2 separate regions of the Danio rerio genome follow, and region 2 is linked to region 1. Evidence: chromatin contacts called from public HiCAR-type data. All regions are on one chromosome and are shown on one strand. Each heading gives the region's core, a stretch centred on a gene start, on an enhancer-like site or on the middle of the called end of the contact. The rest is flanking DNA. Distances are from core to core; before and after follow the strand shown.

The links. HiCAR-type assays count read pairs that join an accessible place to other places.
Region 2: a contact with region 1 is called in a HiCAR-type map of caudal fin, with 5 times the contacts expected there. The contact joins the promoter of wu:fc23c09 here to the promoter of epyc in region 1. A contact is called at or near these places in 9 of 18 Hi-C or Micro-C datasets (caudal fin, embryo, fibroblasts and 2 more) and 2 of 4 datasets of contacts at active chromatin or transcription factors (caudal fin and embryo).

What each region holds. Positions count from the first base shown.
Region 1 is chr4:16,918,686-16,925,238 of GRCz12tu, reverse strand. epyc (epiphycan) reads left to right here and starts at 4,257. Exons shown (of 7, transcript NM_001348483.1): 1 at 4,257-4,458. It also overlaps a transcript of kera not described here.
Region 2 is chr4:17,035,812-17,042,364 of GRCz12tu, reverse strand. It overlaps wu:fc23c09, which reads left to right and starts at 4,082. Exons shown (of 4, transcript NM_001423131.1): 1 at 4,082-4,249; 2 at 4,511-4,592; 3 at 4,864-5,743; 4 at 6,343-6,553. The coding sequence starts at 4,526.

The sequences.
Region 1 (6,553 bases), core at 3,008-5,507:
CTATTCTGAGATGTTTTAAGCAGGAGAGTAATAAGAAGGGTATAAATGGAGGTCGGAGCCTGCTCCAAGTGGGTGGGCCTTCGAGCTCCAAGTGGGTTGTACAAACTTGGAGCTTTAATTTATTTAACGTCTTTTACATGACTCAGAGTCCAATATTGTGCAATGTGCTTTATGAATGTCTACATCTACCCTAACACTAAATCCAATCTCACAGTAACCTGTTGTGTTTTATTAACGTCTACACCTACCCCAACCCCAAACCCCATATCACAGTAACCTGATGTGTTTTAATAATATCTGCAACACCTAAACCACCTAAACCCAACCTACTTGTATTTTAAGTCCCTCCGACTTGGAGGTCACCCAACCTACTTGCAGTGTAATCCCTCCCACTTGGAGGTCTCTGGGCTGCAGCGATACCTACTTGAGAGTTGTGGTCTAATTATAGAGCCAAATTTCCTGGAATTGAACTTAGTACATAGTGGTGGTTTACTGGATTTCACTAAAAGCATAGTAAGTCTCAATGACAAAACGTACCAAAATAAGTTTAAAGTTAGATAAATGGTAGCAATTGCAATTGTTTACATCAATTGTAAGTAATGAAATGTACTGGCATGTATACTTTTTTAAACAATGTTTACCTCTACTTTTTGTACATCTTCGCAACTTTGTAAAAACAATATTTCAATATTCAATGAAAATTTTGTTTGAAATACTTATTCTATAATTTCAGCACCTCAAATTTTATCATTAATTTTGAAAATTGCAGCATTTTCAAACCAGATGACATACTGTACTGTGACAGAGTTTTAATGTATATAATAGTTTAAATTTTGCAGTTGACAATTGACTGGTTTTAAGATGCATTTTCTCTATATAAAAATAATGTAAACATTCTTTTTCAGCGCACAAATGTGACAATTTTTTTTCATGTTTTTATTAATTACTGAAATTAACATCAAAAACTGTGAGAACCATTAGAAAAATGTAATATGATATACATTTTTGTTCAATGTTTCTGATTAAACTGGTTTCAGTGGTCCATCATTGTCATTGATTAATATTTCATTTGTGTGTATGTGTGTGTGTGTGTGTAATAATAATAATAATAATAATAATAATTTAGTTATTGAAAAGTCTAATTGCTTGACAACAAGGCAAGAGTCAAGTCAAGAGTACTCGGTCTGGCAACCTTGTTTTAAAGAAATCTATAATCCACAATAATAGCTTGTCTACAATAATGAAAACAACTAGCACTACGTTGAAGCTTTTGCTAAACTTACAGTTCCAATAAAATAAATAAACAACTCCCATCTAGTAAGGTATTTAAGGAAGATTTTCAGGTGAAATGCAACTTCTAATGAGAATGTTGTTGGTGGGAACTACTGCACCAGCACATCTTTATAATCGCAAAGAGCTTTGCGGTTGTAAAATATTCACTACAAAACAATGTATTACAGAAGACTCTGGAACACTTTCTTTAAAATATTTACACACATCTGACAGAAGGGGAAAAATCAACAGGGAGTGCACAGTACCTGGGTATCACTTGAAACAATGACTGCATTTATACAAGGTCTTTCGCATATATTTTTGGTTGCATCTGATACATTGACTTTAAACACAGTCTGTGTTACATGAAATCTTCCACCACACAGTACAGGCCTGTGCAGCTTAAATTGATCGTGCAAGCAAATGGATTTGCTTGGCACTGTTCAGAGGATTTGCAAGGACGTCAGTGCATGCTTCTTGGTTCAGCTAAGCACCTTTTTGGTGCATGTGGTGTCTTTTACCGCTTGTATATCTTAAATATTCTTTAATATCTTTGCATTTTATATACTCTACAGTCACTTGGAAACTTGCTTTTGAGCATGATGACATGGTCAAGGAGATCAATTTCAAACTGAGCATAAGAATAGCGAAGAGAGATGATTGAAGTGACACTAAACATGGAATGGTTGTTGGTGCTGAAAGGGATGGTCTGAATATTTCAAAAATTTAATTTCAACACACAAACATATCTAGGCTTGACAGAGAATGATTCAAAAAATGGCGAAATACTTTACTGATTGTAAGGGTCAGAGTAGAATGGCCAAGGCGTTTTGAGCTGATCAAGAGGCTACAATTATGGCCCATTTCCACTAAGTGGTACGGTTCGATACGCTTTTATGGTTGTTTCCACTGTCAATAAGTATCAAAAAGCATACCATATCGTAACACTTTTTGGGTACCCCTTAAAAAGGTCACCTAGCACAACAAAAGGGTACCAAAACGTGAAGCAAGATGCGCAGCTGAACGCTGTTTGTTTACAGAGATACATCAATAGTTCGTGCACAAGCCAAGAAAATGAAAACAAAGGAAGCTCCAATTTTAAATACACAGCCAAGACATTACACCGTAATAATATATACATATAATAACAAGCCATGGTCAACCCAAGCTTAAACAAACCTTGTCGTCATCTTGATGAACAGCCACAAGAAGAAGAGCAGAATCTACTGTCGTTGTTTACATGGCCGTCTAAAGCGTGAGAGGTTTCACTTTCTCGAGAGAGTTCACGTCTGTGTTTATATTTGAAATAACAAACCTCTAAACTGATAATAAAAAGTGCGCGTGATTATTGAAGTGCTTCTGACATTTGATCCTTTCAGAAATGGACAAACGCAAAAGTGAAGTGCGTAAAAACAAAGGAGAAGCCGGAAAAAACGGGAGCAAATGATTGTTTCAGCAACCTAAAACATAAACAAACTGCCTTTTTTAATTATGATCACCTTTTGGACTATTATGAACTCGGAATTACAGAATTACTTTCTAACAAGGGGTTACATGTGCTGGTAAAGATTCAAGATGCAGATGAGAGGTTTGCACTGACTGTGGGCTATATGTTGCATGTTGTTTTTGAACCCAAATAAGGACTAAATGTATGTTGTGTGTAGTTTTTACTATAACTTTAAAGGTCTATATGTGTTCATATATGTTGCATTTATTTATTTTATATAATGGCAGACACAATGTAGGCTATTTCGCATGATTGGTCTGCAGTTATAATCAAATCATGTTTATAGAAAGGTTAGTAATGAACATTTATACACAAGTATTTATGTGTATAAAGCATCTGTTTTGTGAGAAGTGCTACTCATACTTTGACATTTCCTCGAGCGAGAATGACGTTGAATGAAACGTTCTGTCATACACCACGCCAATGGTACCCTTTTGGCAGTGGAAAGGCAAGCCTGATAAAGATGACCCATACCGACCCATATAGCACCGTACTGTACCACTCGGTGGAAATGGGTCACTCCTCAAACTGCAGAAGAGCATGTATGAACACTCAACACAATAAACTTAGATGCAAATTAGGTACAGCAACAAAAGACCCTTGCTCTTACTAACTAAAAACAATAGGACAATTTAAACAAGTTGTCTAGTCTAATGAGTCTTGATTTCTGCTGCCACATTCAGATTCAGTTCACCTTGCTGAATCTATTAGGGAAGTTCTGAAGGGAATGAGGATCCAACATGGCGCCTAGCAAGATGTAGGCTACCTGATATGTTTCATTCGCAAGGTAATTAAAGATGGCAGAATAAGCAAATAAATCCCATGTTTGCTAACCTATAAATGCCACACATAATCAAACTTAATAAGACTTAAACATAACGCAACATGTGCTATATTTGAATTACCTGACAGTCCTAGTTCTAAACAGAGCAATGCTGGATTCTTTTTTCATGGGACTCAGCAGAAATATGACTACTGGGTCATAGAGGAAGGGAATTAGTGTAAAAAAGAGATTCGAAGCTTGTAAAAACATCCCATCTGAAGTTGAAACAGGTACTTGTTTGGGTTAGCAGGTTTTTGCAGCATCTGTTCAGAGCAGAGTTTTAAAATCGAGTCCTGGTGCAGAACAGAATGGGGCCCTTTTTCACTTTCTCTATGTTGTACCAATACAGGAGCCTCACAGAGGGCCCATTGTGCACCGAGGCCCTGCAGATGCCTACATGAAAGCAGAGCATGCCTCATGCTCACCTCAGGAAAAGGAAGACAAATATCTCCTACTTAGAACTGAATAACTTATGTGTCTCTTCAGGAAACAAAAAGGAGCGATGGTTGTAAGGGATTAAAGGATTTTCGCAGCTGGGGGTCTGTCAGCATGCAAATTGTGTGTCTGTTCAGTGTGTGTGTGTGTGATGCAGTGTGGTATGGGGTGGGCGCTGCTGTAGATGTGACCAAAACTCAATTTCTCCCTTTTCTCGGTCTCACTTCTTACCTTCACATTCACGGGCAGGTAGGGTTGCACGGGTCTGGGAGTGTGTGCACACATACACGTCACACACTCATAAGCATCCACACACAGATACACACTCACCGTGAGTGACCCATTGCCATTGGCCAGGCCCACCAGCCCTCTGCCTGTCCGATCTGAAGAACAGGACCATTTGGGAAAGGAGGAGAAAGAGGTAAGGGTTCTACTGTATGTTCTTCTAAATGCTAGTGCTGTGCTTAGGAACAGAGACCGGACCCAAGGGCTTCCCCTTCTTGGCTTCAGTGGTACTGGACACTGAAGCTAAGCTAAAATGATTCTCACTTACTGTACTCAGGCTTTTGATTGATGATAATTTTTGCCTTCTACATGACTGCATTTATGATATAATATAGATATGCACTGCCTGATCATGATGAATCTCCTTGTAATTGTAAAAATAATGCACGTTTAATAAGGTAAAGTCATTCACCTGATTGATTCTACTGAGGGCAATGGATTTTCCATTTTGTCATGTGGATTTCTGGCTTTAATTATATACAATGCTTCTATTCTCCATAATCTTCATGACTATATTTCTGCTTATAATGTTGGAACTGAAGTGATTTACAACAGTTTTAAGTGGGATAACATGTGACCTGTGCTGTAATGATGCCAATTTAAGTATTCTCATTATACCGGTCACTTGCCATTTGATGTTTTAATGGGGAGATGGTTCTGCTTCTGCTAGTTGATTCTGTAATGGCTTACTGTTTACAATTCAAAAGTATATATTGAGAAAATGTGATAGAAGAGCTGTAAATTGCTACTGAATACTGTGTTCAGTGAAAGTCAGTGTTTTCAGAGTTAAATGATTCCTTCAGTTTTTAAGCTAAAATAAAAATCCCCAGTGGGTTGCCAAATGGATAATATGTCTCTAGAACACTTGTGTATTTTTGTATTTTGACATATTGGAAGCAAATAAGCCATGAAGGCAATATTGGCAGCATCCCTAGAGTAGAAGAAATTTTAAAATCAATGAGCATGTGGAATGCTGTTGGGTAGAGCCAAAAACAACATTGGTATAGTCAGTTCTCACATACACATACACACACAGGGTCTACACACTGCAAACAGTGTGTAAAAGCAGAGCTCTGTGTGCAGCATAGTCCCTCTTTCAGTATTTCCCTGCTCGAGCTGTCAGACACTGGTACACTGAAGTTTCACTGGGACTCCTATACGTGATTGCAAATCTATATCATTACTATATAATCTCAATTCATGATGTGTTGATTGGCTGTCAGAAGTCCATAGGGGGTTGAAATATGTCTAAAAACAAAGTGTTTTCTAGAGTGCAGCTTTGCCCCAAAAATAGCCTTTCGCCGAAAGTGGATGTGTGTGTGTTGGTGTATGAAAGAGAGATAGAGAGAGATCGTAACTCACTGCCATGTTGTCCACAAACCTCGGTGGAATTTCGAACTTGAGTGTGGAGACAGACACTCATAAAGGGGCTCTGTCAGAGTCCTCCCTCTCTCAGCTAGTTCTCTCCGTCTCACCCTGAGGACCAGAACTTGGTTTGTCCATCAAGCGCACCCTTCACTTCCTCCACTCCAGCTGGTCATTGCTGTCCTCTCAGCCTCTTATCATTCCTTACCATGAGAAATGATACTAAGCAATTCGGGTTAGAATAAGATCAAATAGATTTACGATATTAACATGGATTTGTAATAGATAAAATTGTAATTTACCCAGCAATGGCCCTAATTAGGTAGAAGAACCGTCTTGGATCTCCAAAATACCTTTCAGTGAATGGTTCCATTTTTAATGTTTAATAAGCTGAAGCCTTAAGACTTGAAAGATTTCATAAATGTTACAGGTTCTTCTTGGAACCATTATAAAATAATGTGAAAAATTAGAACTTTTTTATTTACAGTGTCTGCTACAACATCCCTGCTGGCACACGACGTCATCATGACGTCATATTGATGTTGTACCTCAGCGTACCCCAACATTGTGGGGACATTGGATTTTGTTTGGAAATGAAAATCAGGTTGACCTCAGAACCCAACGTCCAACCTACATCTTGACGTTGTGTGCATGTCACCACTATGACATCTATCAGATGTTCGATTTTGGTCACTTTCCAACCCAACCTAAAATCAACTGAATATCAACACAATATGATTTCGTTATTGGACGTCAAAATAACGTTGTCCTTAGATGCTGGCTAGACATTGAATTTTGGTCACCTGGACCTCAATCTAACCCAATATTACCGTCTTATGATGTTGTGTAGCTGCTGGGACGCTATA
Region 2 (6,553 bases), core at 2,833-5,332, 120 kb before region 1:
ATGTAGCTTGATGCATCTTCATGCTCACTAAAGCAGAACAGAATACCGTATGAAATGTAAAGTTTGAGTTAACCTTCAAGGTTCACATTTAATAGCAAGCTATCGTAGAAACCAGTGGTTTTGTTATCGAGTAGATTGATGGATCACTGTTTATGCCCTCACACACTCAAACACACATTGTTCTGTCCATTTGAACGCTTAAACATTTGCTTTAGTTTCAAATCTGCATTGCCAAATTAGAAATTCAACTATGAGGTTTCTGTTAACCGTCTTTGACCATCTCTGCTGGGTTTAAAGTACAGCCTGTCAGCTTTAATTTCAGGATATTTGCAGTCATAAACAACAAGCCGTGTTGAAATGACAGTCTTTTGAGCAGTTGTAATTGGACAGCTGGCCGTTCAGCTGTCTCCTGACCAGGTGTGTGTCATTACGGCATTAGCACATGCACAAAGGACAGCTCACAAAAGGTTTAATGCAAGTCAAGGTGTGCCATTCAGCCAACATCAAGTCAAGTGTTTGGGCTAGCACTGACACCATCTTGCATTCGAAGCTATTATAAGCTCATCTTATAATTGATTTTTTTCCAAAATGTTGATGCAGCTTTACCCAAACTGGTAGTCTGTTTGGGACAGGCTGTTCTAGTTATCCTGGTAGATAATCGTAAGACAAACACTGTCTTTTCTTTTCAGAGCTCTACTTCAGGAGCTGTTGACACTAAAGAAGGAACATTTTTCTGTGTCCTATTGTTTTCTATTTTTATGTGTGCTGCTGACGACTTCATAAACAGGTAGCTGGAAAAGTTTGCTGAAGATACAATCCACTTGTTCAGTATATACACTTCTGGCCTGAATTCTTATGTAGCACAACAGAATGGACCATCTGAGCGAACGATTGAAAGTTAAACTGTCCTTTAGCGTCCCCTAGTGGTTAATTGTGAGAGTTCAATTCATGTTTTTTTTTGGGTGTCAAAACAGCTTAACATAGAAGTTCTAGTCAATTGAAAGGGTGTCAGTCCAGTTTTTAGAGTTGAAGTTCAGTTTAGTTTAGTTCAGTTCAGTGTGGTCAAAGTCCAATCCCTGAAAAGCAAATCCATTGATTCGCAGCTCCACAAGTGCCAGACCAAGCAAGCCTGTGGTGAGAAATTAACATCATTAATGTCAGTATGTTGACTACAACTGTGTTGACTAAAAAATGGTTCACACTTTTTTTAATACAAAATTCACGGTATTAAAAACATTAAGAGTTTTAGCCTTACAAACTCCCAGATGCTTATTATTAATTGGGCTTATGTATTGGGTAGGATTATGGATGTAAAAAAGATCATAGTGTTAATAAACATTTCATATCTTAATAATAAGCAGATAAAAAAACAGTAGTAAATTGTATAAAGTGTTGCCAAAAATGTCGTTTTTAATGTATATAACTTACTAATCTAAATAAATGACAGCTCCCTGTACCACGTAGTTGTATTCACTGTAAAAAGCAATTAGTCGCCTTAATGTCTTTGTGGTTGATTTTAAATGAATAAGTCCAGAGACAGGCTTGGCTGCAAACATTTAACTCACTAAAGCAAATGGCAAGACGTACAGTAGGATGGATTTAAAACAGAGAAAGACATTTAGCCACAGACATTTTTATAGGGCAAAATACATTTTTCAGGGGGGCCACAAGAGGGTGCTAAGGTGACCCTGGAGAGAAAATGAAGAATCTGTATAGTGCAAAAACAATATTGATATATAAAATGTCAAAACCTTCCCAGTGTTGAGTTGCAGTTAGAAGGACATCCGCTGTGTAAAGCATATGAAGTTGGCGGTTCATTTCGCTGTGGCGACCCCTGATTAATAAAGGGACTAAGCCAAAGAGAAAATTAATGAATGAATATGTCAAACCCATTTTTAAAAACCTTTTTGTTTCATGATTTGCAGAAGATGCTCACTGAAATGTCATTCAGTGCTACAATAGTTTATCATATATAGAGCAAGAATTACTTGTTGACAAACTAGAAGACTTTAAGGATGCCAGTTCAACCCCAACATACTTAATTAACCGTTATTTTGAATCTTTATGCTTTGCCAATGGTCTTTTAAATAACAAATTTTTACTTGTCAGCAATGACTTGAAATATAACAGTATAAAAATGTTGTTATATTACAGATAGGCATGGGATAAAACCAGTATCAGGGTTTACCGCAGTTTGGAAAGTCAAGGTTTTTACACTTCCTACAATATATGTAGTTTTTTTTTTTTTTTTTTTTGCGTGTTTTTTTTTTTTTTTGCTACAATTTTATTTAGTTTTTTAGGACAGCAGTAAACACAATTAGTTTTTTTTGTAAACACAATAAGTGTCCAAAGTGACTTTAGCTGCGGTCACACTAGAGCTTGTGCTTGCAAATTTCTGTCGTACTGTGCCGCGAAAAATGGGTGGGGTTAAACAATATGATTAGACATTAATAAAAGTGAGCCATTGCTCCATATTTTAAATTCCGTATTTTAAATTATCTTCTATTGGTCATATGCAATCACCTGATGTGATTTCACAGGTAAGAATTCACCAAGCTTTCGAATGCAGTGAAATGCGAAACACGTGCTTGCGTTTCTGGTCTGCCGCATTCGCATGCCTATGAATGGAAATCGATGGAGTGAAAAGTGCAGTGTGATCGCAGCTTTGTAATAGAAGTAGTTTGACCTATTATTACTAGTTTAACTAACTATTAAGATGTCCAAAATTAGTTTGACAAATACCTGTATATTGTAATGTAGGTTAGTTGTTTATACTACTTTTTTTTTCTTGGCTAAAAACATGGTCTTACATTATTAGCGCTGCGTAAGCATCATCTATTTTACATACTGTAGATATAAAAATAAATTGAAACTATTGTGTGTTTTATGATATGCTGTAATAAATTTTAACATTTCTTATGATTTACCACATATATGTAGACATTACATGAAACATTAGGTCATGAAAATTGACTAAAAGTGTGTATGAACCCTGGATATTTATATCCAATGTTATCTTACCGTCGCAATCTTAAACCAGCCCATGCCTAGTACAGATTTTACATACAATAAATGATAGTAGAATCGCAGATAGTGGATTCAGTCAATATTTTGTCATTTGTTATTTTATTTTATTAATATCAAAATTGACACTATAATATATCCTCTATAGGTAAATACAGTAAGATTGAATTTGCAAATGCAGCGACAAAATAAACGTTTTTTTTAAGTACCATGTGTTAAAAACTTCAACTTAGGAAGCAAGCTTAAAATCAGACAATTCTGAAAATATTTGAATAAAAATAAACCGGTGATGTGCTGTGCTGGCCTGTAAAAACAATTTGTGTAAATCTGTCAGATGTTCTGGCACAGTTAACGGAAGGCCTGACGTACAGTGTATGACAAAGTTGCAAACGCATCGCGAAACTATCCAAAACTCTGCATTTTCCTGCCAGCTCACGCTCTCCTCTCCTGCTGTTTGGTGGTGACAGCAAGCATCTTATTTTAATCATCTTTTTTGTTTTCCCACACTCTGGATAAAGCTGCATCTGCTAAAGCTCTGCTGGGAGACACAGTAGGAGTCAGAATTAGACATCGGCTTGCTCAAATGCCTCAGAAAAGCGAAGAATCTCTGTAGACAAAGGTTTTGAATAATTTGTTTGTTTGGTTTAACATCTGTTACGATGAAATACCAAATAGAGGTTGAACAAAAGGTTTCTTTTTTACAGTTAAACTTTTACAGTTGAATTTCAGTCTAGAATATTTTGCTATGCCTCACCTCACACAGCTCTATGCACCTCACACAATCTTATCGAAAGGTCAAAGGTCACATAAGAAAATACTTGTCATTGTAGTGCAAGTGTACCCGTGTCTGTGAAATGAAGGCAAATAGTATCAATCCTGACCTTTGACCTTCCAATTTAGTATGTCTATCTTCATTCCTCTGAATTGATCCGCTAGATTGTTTTCGGATCTAGTGTGTAAGTGAGAAAATTCCCGTAATGATAAGCATCTTTGAAGAGAGCTATATAACTCACGAGTCATTTTCCTGAGTGTGTATGTGGAATTTGCATTAAGGAGACGGGAGAGTCTTTAAATGGGTCCATTAGTCCGTATGCGCATCTATTTGTTTGTGTTGAGTCAGTCATGCTGTGAAGACGGTGAAGCAGAAAGCCAGCATGTCTGCAGAGCAGAAGAACTTCTACATATGAAGGACGGATGCCACATACTCACCTTGAACACACTCCAGGTAAGCCGTGCCTGCTGGGCCGACCTCATTACAAAATCTTCAGGGTCTGGATTTATGCTCAAATGATCAGTTACAGCTTGTAAATGGAAGCTTTCTGGAAACTTTAATGTGGTTGCCTGCCATTTTTAAAATCGTAGGTGTTTACATTTTTTATTTCAGTCTCCTGGAGCTTGGTTGATGGCCACAGATTTTTTCTTATACTGCAGATGGTTTTATTCTAACTTTTCATTGTTAGTTAGATGATTGTTTTCTTCTCCTTAGCCTTTTTAGGTAAAAATGAAGCCCCTTGTGCTGCTGTTTTGGATTTTTGTTGTGACCGTACACACTTTTGTGCTTCAGCCAAGTAAGTACTCCTAAATTGAACTAATTTAAATACGTTTTAATCCATGTTTTAATGTTGAATATTCAGAATGTTTCAGTGATGCATGTCGGATTACAAAAAAACATGCAGTATTCTAAGGAAATATGACTGTAATCTGCTTATATCATGACTCTTATTTCTAAGGTATTACAGTATATTTGGCAAATGTCCCATAACAACTGAGCCAGTATTTATTTTAAAAATGTATTGTGTTTGTAAAGGTCCTAAAGATGAGTTACCTTTTATTCTGTAGGTGTAAATGTGACCGTTTTGCAGAATGCATCTGCAGAAGGTGACCTTTGGGGAAAGCAGAGACTTACTCGGGTAATGGAAGCTCTAAACGCTGAAGAAGAGAAAAGAAGTGAGGAAGAGGTCAAAATCCGTGGGGCAGAAAAAGAAACTAACAATAGTAATGAAGAACATGGTATGAAAGAAACAGAAATGGGACAAACAATGATACGCACAGAGGATGCAGAGGAAAAAGAGAACCAGCAAGGACAGAGTCCGGATGAACCTGACACATTGGATTTCACCCGGCCAACTCTGAAGCAATACAACACTCCTAGCATATCTATCACATCCCATCCAGTTCTGCTCACAGAATCAGCTACTCCACCTCCATCATTCTCCTCCACACCACAGAGACCAGCATCAGCTCCAGAGACCTTGTATGTCATCACCAATACAAACCTTTCATCTGAAACCACAGTTGAAACCCCAAAATTTCACACTCCAGATGCAATGGGAACCACATTACTAAATGAAAGCAGAACAAATGATGACCTTAAAGTGGAACTCCATGTGATGAACGTCTCTGAGCTCCACCTAAAGGAGGAAGTGAGTGTTGAAGTCACTGCATTGTCAGCGAGAGCGGGACCCACTGCAAAGGCCCTTCCCAGTACCTTTACGGACAAAGCAAAAAGCAAAGTGGCCAAACATAAAGACAATAAAACACTGAAAGGGAAGAAAAAAAAGGCTGTAAAGGGGAAGCCAAGGAAGACAACCAAAGTTTCGAAAAAAGCAAAGAAAGTTAAAAAGTTAAATCATGAGCAGAAACTGAAGCCAACAACTCCGTCGCATTTTCCTTATTTTGAAGATAACTACTGCCCATCAGAGTGTTCCTGCTATGGGAGGTATGTGTCAACTACATCTTAACCCAGGGGTGTCCTTTAGGGTTATTGTGTTTTATAGTTTAACAGTAATTAGACATGCTAAAACCTGCTCACTGAGATCTTCATACTCACTTGAAACCTACAGGCAGGTGTGATGGAGCGGTTTCGACCTCCAACCCTTATTAAACTTACTTGCCTGTTGTTGTTTTTATCACTCCTGAAGACATTAAAAGAATAGTTTACCCAAAAAATTTTATTTCCTCACACAAAGTGCCTTTAAACTTGATTTTTTTTCTTTTGTTGAACACAACGCATTATACATTGAAGAATCTTGGGAGTAAAACAGCCATCGAATTTCATAGTATGGTATGTTGTTCCTAATATAAATCACAGAAACTCAGACATGCTAGCAACTTTTGGACAATGAGCAAATTATGGCAATTTTTCATTTTTGGTTGAACTGTGCCAGATGAAATTAGCTTTTTTCGTGTCTACTGGATTATGGTTGCAGCTAAACTCTACAAAAAAGTGTTTTAGAATTGTCTTAACCAAGCATGAAATAACTGACCTTAACTTTTTACACTGTAATTTGTCCGTCAAATCAATCTCTTGTTTTACAGGGTTGTGCAGTGTTCTGACAAACACTTGGTCAAAATACCTTATGGAATTCCTTACAACTCCAGGTACATTCTCTTAATGAACAACAAAATTGATAGCATTCAGTTAAACTTGCTCTCCCAGTACGACTCCATGGAGTTCCTGGTGTTAAGGAACAACCGTTTAACAGATTCCGCAGTCAAGAAAGCATTTGAAGGGATTCAGCGTCTAAAG